Regions from separate parts of the Mus musculus genome. Here region 2 is linked to region 1. A link is a contact called in public HiChIP or PLAC-seq data. All regions are on one chromosome and are shown on one strand. Each heading gives the region's core, a stretch centred on a gene start, on an enhancer-like site or on the middle of the called end of the contact. The rest is flanking DNA. Distances are from core to core; before and after follow the strand shown.

Region 1 (4,226 bases), core at 241-2,740:
GTGGGGAAAAATGGATTTTAAGGAGCTGGTATAAAATAGGTGTGTGTGTGTGTGTGTGGTTAGACTTTTTAAAAATGCAATTAAATGTTAATGTTTGAGGTTTATTATATTCTACTGAGCATTACAAAATTTAATTTTTAATTTTCACATAGCTGCTAAAACCTTTTAAATTATGTTTGTGACACACTGCTGGAGACTGCTAGATTAGACCAAGGGATGGTAACCAAATCCACATTGCTACCTGCTTTTAGAAGGCCAAGGGGCAGAAAACGCCACTTTCTTTCTTTCTTTCTTTCTTTCTTTCCTCTCTCTCTCTCTCTCTCTCTCTCTCTCTCTCTCTCTCTCTCTCTCTCTCTCTCTCTCTCTCTCTCTCTCTTTTTCTTTCTTTCTTTGAGGCTGGGTTCCACCCTTCTGTCCCTGCCTCCCTGGCAAGAACGTTTTTTATTTGTAAAAATAGACCATTTGTAAAAATATTTGTAGACATAAAACAACCATTTGTGTTGCTTTGACAGAAGGTAGTTGGCCAAGGTGGCACACACCTGTAAGCCTCACGCTTAGCAGAGGAAGGTAGGAGGGTTGTGACTTTGTGGTCCAGTCTGGGATAGGTAGGTAGTAGCAAAACCTTACCTGTCTACCTACTCACACACATACACATAAACGAAGAAAAAGAACAACACTAAACTGGGAATACTAAAGAAGGAAAATATTTTCTCCAAAGGAACTCCAAAAATGTGTAGGCAATATTTTGTTTCTTTTCTTACTACAAGACTCTGGCTGGCCTGGAACTCTCTATGTAGACCAGGCTGGCCTCGAACCATCAGTGACTATTTTGTGTCCTTGTTTTCATTCTCTCTCTCTCTCTCTCTCTCTCTCTCTCTCTCTCTCTCTCTCTCTCTCTCTCTCTCTTTCTCTCTCTCTCTGTGTGTGTGTGGAGGGGGAGGGGTTCTCTTGAAGCTCAGGTTAGCCTTGGACTCAGTATGTAGCCCCAGAATGCCTTGAACACCCATCCTCCTGCCTCGGGGACCACTGGGGAGCATCTCTACCCCTATATTTTGAATTTTTCTGAAACAAATTAGTGCTAACTTTCATATAAATAGATATGACTTTGTCACTTGACTTACAAAGCCTAAACTGCTTACTCTGGCCTGTACAAATAAAATCACTGCTTCCTGGCTTACGGTCTACAGATTTAACCCAGATCCTCTTTGCTTGTTCCTGGGCCCTCCCACCCATGAGATGAAGCACCGCCTCAACCCAGTCAGAGTCTGATGGGAGCGGGCAGTCAAGGGCAGCATCTGGAACATAAACTCAAATGTAAAAGGGTGACGAGCAAGCGCTTACCTGGTTGGCACTGTAGTTAGTGGCCATGATCCAGTGCTGTTTACACTTGTTGCCTGGCAACTGCAGAAGGCCAGCCTTCTGGGAGTTACTCCCGGTCAGCAGGGGTTGGGCTACATTCTGTGGTTTACACTACCCTCTTCCTTTCTCTCTGAAACGTAGGTTCATTTTCATTTTAGAGTATAGAGGCCCAAACAAACATGAGAAAATGAACTGAGAAGTAGCCATGGATACCTTGAACACCCCGTCCTCCTGCCTCTGCTTCCAAAATCCCAGGACCACTGAGCAGGACCGCTGCATTTGCCTCAGTTACTATACTTTGCATGTGTCCAAAACAAATCAGGGATAACTGTCATGTAAATAGCTGTTTCCCCAACATAGTTAAGTCTGCTTCAGAATTTCCAGGTTGTCTTTGAATGACATCTTCAACTATTTAAACAAACTTTGAGACCCCCCAACCCCCGTGAGCTGAGTGTGTGAGACACTGTGGTATAATGAACTAAGCCTAACCCCTCATCCATCACACACTGTAGTGATGGCCTGCTTTGTACACTGAAGAATAAGGTGAATGAAATGTTCACAGTGGGAATTGGGCGCTGCCAAGATGCTGCTCACAGGATAACAAAGGCACACTGCTTAGGAAGCAACCAACTGGTTTGTTCCCAAAAGGAAATATATGTCTTATCCTTGGTCCTTAAGTGACTCCTGTCTCCTCCATCCCCCTACAGTCACAGGACCCAAGATATAGCTTCATAGTGTTGGTTAGGATATGGCAAATCAGAACGTAGGGTGGGAAACTGAGTAGGTACCAGGGCCTGAGCCTATTAGCTATAAAACCAAGGAACCCTGAGAGACTCATTGAAATTTCTGTTAAGTCCATCTACTCATCTATTGGGGTGTTAGAACTAAAGAGGGCTTGTCAGTTACAAAGTCTTAAGTTTTAAAAAAAGGAAAAAACCCAAGTTGTCCAAAGATACTTAAGAGCCAGATATGGCTGTGCACGCCTGTAATCCCAGTATCCAGGAAGTGGAGGCAGGAGGATCTCAAGTTCAAGACCAGCCTTGGCTATGTAGTAGGATCCTGTCTCCAAAAAACAGGGAAGGGACTCATGAGGCCCCCCCTCCTTCCTGGAGCTATGGAGGCGTTAACTGTTGCTGGGGGAGGGGCTCACAAGGCCCCGCCCTTTATGTTAATAGTTCTGGAGAGGGCAGGATCTTCTTTTCAGTGTTGTAACCAGCCACACTGGTAGGTGGTCCATGCTCCTGGGAATAACCTCCCACGTGTGCAAGCATCTCTGAGCTCAGACACACACACACACACACACACACACACACACACACACACTCAAACACGAAAGCATGGTGACGCCTCTAACCTCAGAACTTGGAGGAGTCAGACCTCTAAATGTGAGCCAACCAGGTTTACATAGTAAGTTCCAGGCCAGTCAGGGATGCATAGAAAGGCCTTATCTCAACAACCAAACAACAAGAACAAAAGTCCACGTGAAGTGAGAAGAGGGTATAGGGGGAAGCAGGTGGGGTCCACTGGGAGGGGGAGGGGCATAAGAGGGTGAACGCAATCAGAATCCTACATGAATGAAAATGTCACAATGAAACCCATTATTCTATAGATCATAGGTGCTGGTTTGAAGGAAGGACGTGGGGTGGGGAAGGGATCTGGGGAGATGGCTCAGTGACTGGGAGTGCTCTCTGCTCATCCAGTAGAGCCAAGCTGGCTTTCCCAGTGCCCATGGCTCTCAGCCTCTGTAACCACAGCTATGTGGAATCTGACGCCCTCTTCTGAAACAGCTACCTCAACTCACACATATGATTTAAAAACAAATTGTTTCTTTCAAGAAAGCAAGCTGCATGTGGTTGTTTATACCTGCAATCCAAGCCTTTGGGATGCTGAAGCAGGAGGATGGCTCCAAGTTTGGGTTACTTGAGGCTGCCTCCAAAATTCAGTGGGGAGATAATTGCTAGTTCTTTTTTCCCCTAAAATGTTTCTCCTATCCAACCCAGCATAATGATACTCCTGACCCTTCCAGATAATGGGTTAAGAACAGCTCTTATTACAGGCTCTGACAGTTCACAGCTGGGTAATGTGACATAGGCCAGCAGCCCCGTGTGCTCTGTCCCTGTGGTTCTCATTACTCTCTAGAGTGATGGAGGACACAGGAGTTATTTTAGGATCAAGGGCTGTCTCTGCTCTCGAACATCCATTTTGCCCACAAGAGGCAAAGTGACAGCTCTGTAGCCATGGCTTCTCTGGGAACTGCTGTCTTCGTTAACTATCAAGGCAGTTTTTCCTCAGCTCTGTGGACAGTGTGTGAACTCAGACCTAAGTGAGGACAACCATTAATGTCCATCCTGGAGCCAAATTATCTGGGTGAAATTCTGACTGTGCTTGGAAAATGAGGCCTTAGAAAAGTTCATCAGCCCGGGCTTTAGCGACCTTGCATGAGAAATGTAGACTGTCCTACTTCAGAGCATTAACTGTGCTAACATGGCCTGTAGGCACTTCATGCAAAGAGGGCTCAAGAATTTTACTGGCTTAAGAGTGCCTGGGGTGGGGATGGGAGGTGAATGTGAGGTGCACACTTTTCATCCCAAAAATTGGGAGCCAGAGCTGGTGGATCTCTGAGTTTGAGGTCAGCCTGCTCTACATAGTGAGTTCCCGGTCAGCTGTGGCTACACAGTCTTAATGTGTCTCAAAACAACAACAAAAAGAGAATCCAGAGGTGATCAGCAAGATGGCTCAGTGGGTTAAAAAACTACTTCCCTGAGAAGCCTGATGGCCTGAGTATTGTCCCAGAACCCACGTGACAAAGCCAACTGTACCTGTAAGCCACACACTCCTCTACCTAGACAGATGTGCAAGATAGTGCC
Region 2 (4,418 bases), core at 1,185-3,684, 310 kb before region 1:
AAGGACACTGGGGCAAGCTGTTTGTGCTTCCTTCACACCGGATGCCCCCACAAGAGCCCTCACCTTAAAACTCAGTAATCATAAAATAAAGCCATTGGGAACTGTTCCTGCGTCCTTTGACCTAGTCTTGTAAGGACAGCATTCTTACACCCTCACAAAATCCAAAGGGGTAATAGCTGTGCGACAGTAATCCCTTCATGTATATGTAACGTAGCTATTAACTCCATTGATCCTCATGGCGTGCGGAGGACTTGTAGTATTACTTCTGTTTTATAGCAGAAAAGACTGAGCTCCTAGCCTAGGGGCACAGGACAGACAAAAGAAAGAAGAACTCCTGATGAGGTGGCCCGGCTGACATTTCCATCCTCATTTGCACTAACCAAATCACTCCCTTCCCCCAGGTCTACCTTGATTTCAAAGTTACACCATGAAGTGTATTCTCACCCACTGCCACCCCCTACGTGTTATTTCCCTAGGGCCCCCTGCCCTGCCAAGCAAATAAATGCCCCACCTCACTCAGGCTTCCTTGGAACCACCGCTGCCTGCTCAAAATGATCTTGTCACCATCCTTCTCTTTGGTGGTGAGTGCTAGAATTAACGTAGGAAATTAGGGGAAGAGAAAAGGAAGGAGGAAAGGGGTTGGAAGGAAGTCGCTCCAGGGCTTTACGTAAGTCTAACAACTACGGTCCTTGATCCAGAGGAAACAGTACACAAAACAGGAATGTGGGTGTGGCTAGCAATCTAAGATATGAACAGAAATGAAACAAGTGATGGCCGGGCAAAGAAAGGAGGAGGGGACGGAGAAACAGTAGTAGAATTCAAAGGTGAAGTGAGAGACTCTAGTGGAAGGGATTTCATTAATAACAAGAGAGCTGATTCTGAAAGAGTAGTTTAGATCCTTCTTATGCCTCATGCCTGAGACGCTGGATCTCCAGGAATGGGAGTCAGAGGGCTCTGGTTCCATCCCCAGCTTCTTACCCTCTTGTAAAACTGGGAAGGTCATTTCCTCTCCACAGATTAATTTCCTTATCTGTACAATGTAGAGAAGTAGACTCACCTATTGTCTAGGCCACTCCAAAGCTTTACAGTTGTAATGAGAAACAAGGGACCCATCTCTCCATCTTGGGGACTTAGTCTTATGATTGTTCTCCAAAAAGGTTACCAAAACGAACTGCCTTTAGAAGACAGCGATACTGACTGTAATGGTTTATTTCCTTTATCCTCTCTAAAATACTAACCGTGAAGGGAAACAGATTCATACGGAACACATTCCAACAACAGGAGTGTGTGACACTCAGGAACCAGACATAGCACACCCAAGTCCCTGGGTTTGGTCCTCGGCTCCGAAGGGTGGTGGCGGCAGGGAAAGGAGACAGATAAATATACAGGTGCTGACACACACTGACCAAGGGAACAAACCAACCTACCTCACACTCAACCTCATACAAACACACCTCGAGATAGTCATGCCCCAGCATGCGAGCCTGGCTGTTTCTCAGGAAAAGGAGTCGACAAAGAAACAAAAAAACTCTCATTCCGGGCAAGGGGGAGGGCAGAGTTCTGGCTCTAAGGAGATCCAGCCAACCAATAGACCTACTCTTGCCCCAGGGAATCCTTACTCCGTCAACAACCTTAATTAACGACTCTTTGCTACCTAGTCAAGAAAGGAATTCTGAATCTGAGAAATTTTAGAGAATTCATTTCTTCTTCAGACGCCGAACCTCGGCATTAATCCCAGAAGGTCTACTACTTAACAAGAGGAAGAAACCCTTCTACAAAAGCCAGGAAAAGAAATCTTCCCTACCCAGCCCACCCCCCTCCTCATTACATTTCCTTCTAGGGCACTTGAGCCAAGGGAGTCCGGGTGAGAGGCTCAAGGTTTCTCTGAGATCTCCGAGAATGTCGGAAGGGCAGGATAGACCTTCCCAGACGTATACTATGGAGAAGAACGGCTAGCGAAATAGTTGGGTTTGGGGAGGGTCCTCGGGTCGTTAGGGGAGACCCAGAACCATGGACCCTCCCGGGTTATTTTTGGTGCTTCCGCAGAGAGGGTACTCCCGGCACCGAGTGGGAGGTAGGGTCACAGATCACCGGCTTGGGCGAAGGGAGCCAGCCAGTCTCCCGGTGGGGGAGGGGAACGGAGAGTGACCAGACCCGGGCGGAAAAGTGGACTCCCAGGGCGAGGCAGGCAGGCAGGTTTCTGGACTCCTCCCTTCCCGTCGGCGCGTGGGGATCGTCCTCTTCCAGCCTCTCCCCGGACCCACCTAATCCTCCAAAAACTCTAGGAACTCACCCAGGATCATAGACGTGAAGAGAAACAACAGTTTCCTCCCGGCTTTCCCCTCGGTGCCCATTACAGTTACAATCCCGACGCGACGGGCACAGCAACTCCAATGGGAACAGCCTCGCGATCCACTGCCCTGGGCTGGACTCTAGCAGCCAGGTTAAGCCCGGCCCGCCTTTCTCTCCACGCCCGGTGGGCGGCGCCCGGCTTCCCCGCGTTCCGATTGGTGAAAAGAGAGGGAGCTCCGATGAGTGACTCACCGTACGCAGGTGCAACCCCGAACTTTCCTCCTTCTTGAGTCCGATTGGTGGCTTTCACCTCTAGAGACCTCTGGTTGGCCCAGGAGACTGTCGCTTAAAGAAACCAAGGCCTCCTCTTCGGCAGGTAAGGGCATCCCAATTGGGCAGCAAGGCATGCAGATAGAGCCTTTCGGACTGCCAGGCCCTCGATAGTCATCTCTAAAGAGAAGGTGAGTAAGGTCACTGCCTGTGAGATGCAGGAATGTGCTTGGTTGATTTCTCTTCCATTACTTTTCAATTGCTTGATGGTGCAGAATCTTTGGTCCCCTCCCCCTTGGTAAGTGAAAAACACAAATTAATATAGGAAGGTGTAGGGAGAGGGTTGAGACAAGAGAGACATCTTGACTATCCCAAACTGGGTTGCTCTCAAAAAGAAACCTACATAGACGGATACAGGAAGCATCCAGATAATAAAAGCTGACCCATACTTCTTGGGAGGACTGGGAATATGTCTTTTATACATACACATAGGATCTATGTCAGCAGCTCCTTTGCTGGGCCTTACATTTGGATTAGCTTTTGTTTTCTAGACCAGGGCTAGCTATGTCGCTGAGGCTGGCCTCAAACTGTGGATCTTCCTATAAAAATGGCTATGCCAAGAGGTATGTAAGTACAGAAAGATTGGGGGCTCAGCCTTAGGTATCTAATAAGCCGTAGACCAGCCTGGGATTCATGAGACCCTTTCTCAGAGGAAGGGAAGGGGGTGGGAGGGGAGGAGGAGAAGGATAGAAAGGGGGAAAAAACCCAACCTAGTGTTTATGCTTGTAATCCCAGGACTGTAAAAGACAGGGACAGCAGGATTAGGAGTTTAAGGCTATCCTTGACAAGGTAGCAAATCAGAGAATAGCCTAAGCTACAAGAGACCCCATTTCAAAAATAAAACAGGCTGGAGAGATGACTTAGCAGTTAAGAGTGCATGCTACACTGGGCTTGGTAGCCCATGCTTTTAATCCCGGCACTGGGGAGGCAGAAGCAGGTAGATCTTTGTGAGTTCAAGACCAGCCTGATCTACATTGTGAGTTCCAGGACAGCCAGAGATGCAGTGTGAGACCCTGTCTCAAAAAACCACCACCAACAGCAACAACAATCAGCAAGTTTACCAAGCATCTCCTGGATGAGACTGGAAAGTATAAATAAATTAAAACAACATTTCTGACTTCAAGGTTGGCAGTTAAAATAAACAGGACAGTGTGTAACCAAGAAAGAAACTTTGTACTACTAAACTGAAACAAATATTTGGGTATCTGCCAAGGGCAAACTTGTTATTCACCCTCAAAGAAAGTTGAAGTCCTAAACTGAGACTTATACACAGTTTTGGCATTTGTTTGGCCTGATCTTGCTTTAGCCCAGGCTGCTCTGCAACTCACATATGGCCCCAAATATCCTTGAACTTAGGACGTCTCAGCCTCCCTGAATACCAAGATTACAGTATGACCCACTCACTATACCTGTTGGGTTCTGGATGGAAGCTGAGAAGGCTCACTTCAGAGACAGAAACGTCAAAACAGAAGCCTTATTTTCTGAGCGGTCAGGAGGTGGCCAAGTTGGGGGTCTGAACCACATCCCCAAGGAAGCTGTGTTGCATTTTTAAAGGGTAAAACTGCAAAAGGAGGGAGGGGCTGGGTGAGCTGCAGGGTCATCGAGCATATTTTTGCATTAATGGTTAAGCATGCACGACAGTGTTTGTTGAAGACTGGGCTTCCTCCAGGACACCTGGCTTGAAGGCCTTTAATTCATCCTTTAGGACACTGGGTCCAGAATCCATGGCTCTCAGTTCATCCTCCTGGACATTTGGTCGGGAGCTCAAAGTGATAAAAGGAACAAAGGCGCTGGTC

What was found. HiChIP or PLAC-seq counts read pairs in DNA pulled down with a chosen protein or histone mark.
Region 2: a contact with region 1 is called in an H3K4me3 HiChIP or PLAC-seq map of embryonic stem cells, with 14 read pairs. The contact joins the promoter of F11r here to the promoter of Cfap126 in region 1. A contact is called at or near these places in 14 of 39 promoter capture datasets (the C10 cell line, the HPC-7 cell line, HPC-7-derived erythroid cells and 6 more), 3 of 484 Hi-C or Micro-C datasets (cardiomyocytes, embryonic stem cells and uterus), 7 of 115 datasets of contacts at active chromatin or transcription factors (embryonic stem cells, microglia and pancreatic cancer cells) and 3 of 9 other capture datasets (adipose tissue, embryonic stem cells and liver).

Annotation. Positions count from the first base shown.
Region 1 is chr1:171,120,309-171,124,534 of GRCm38.p6, reverse strand. It overlaps Cfap126 (cilia and flagella associated protein 126), which reads right to left and starts at 1,490. Exons shown (of 5, transcript NM_001379426.1): 1 at 1,342-1,490. The coding sequence starts at 1,368.
Region 2 is chr1:171,435,577-171,439,994 of GRCm38.p6, reverse strand. F11r (F11 receptor) reads right to left here and starts at 2,434. Exons shown (of 10, transcript NM_172647.2): 1 at 2,294-2,434. The coding sequence starts at 2,354. It overlaps Gm26641 (predicted gene, 26641), which reads left to right and starts at 2,673. Exons shown (of 2, transcript NR_151523.1): 1 at 2,673-2,753.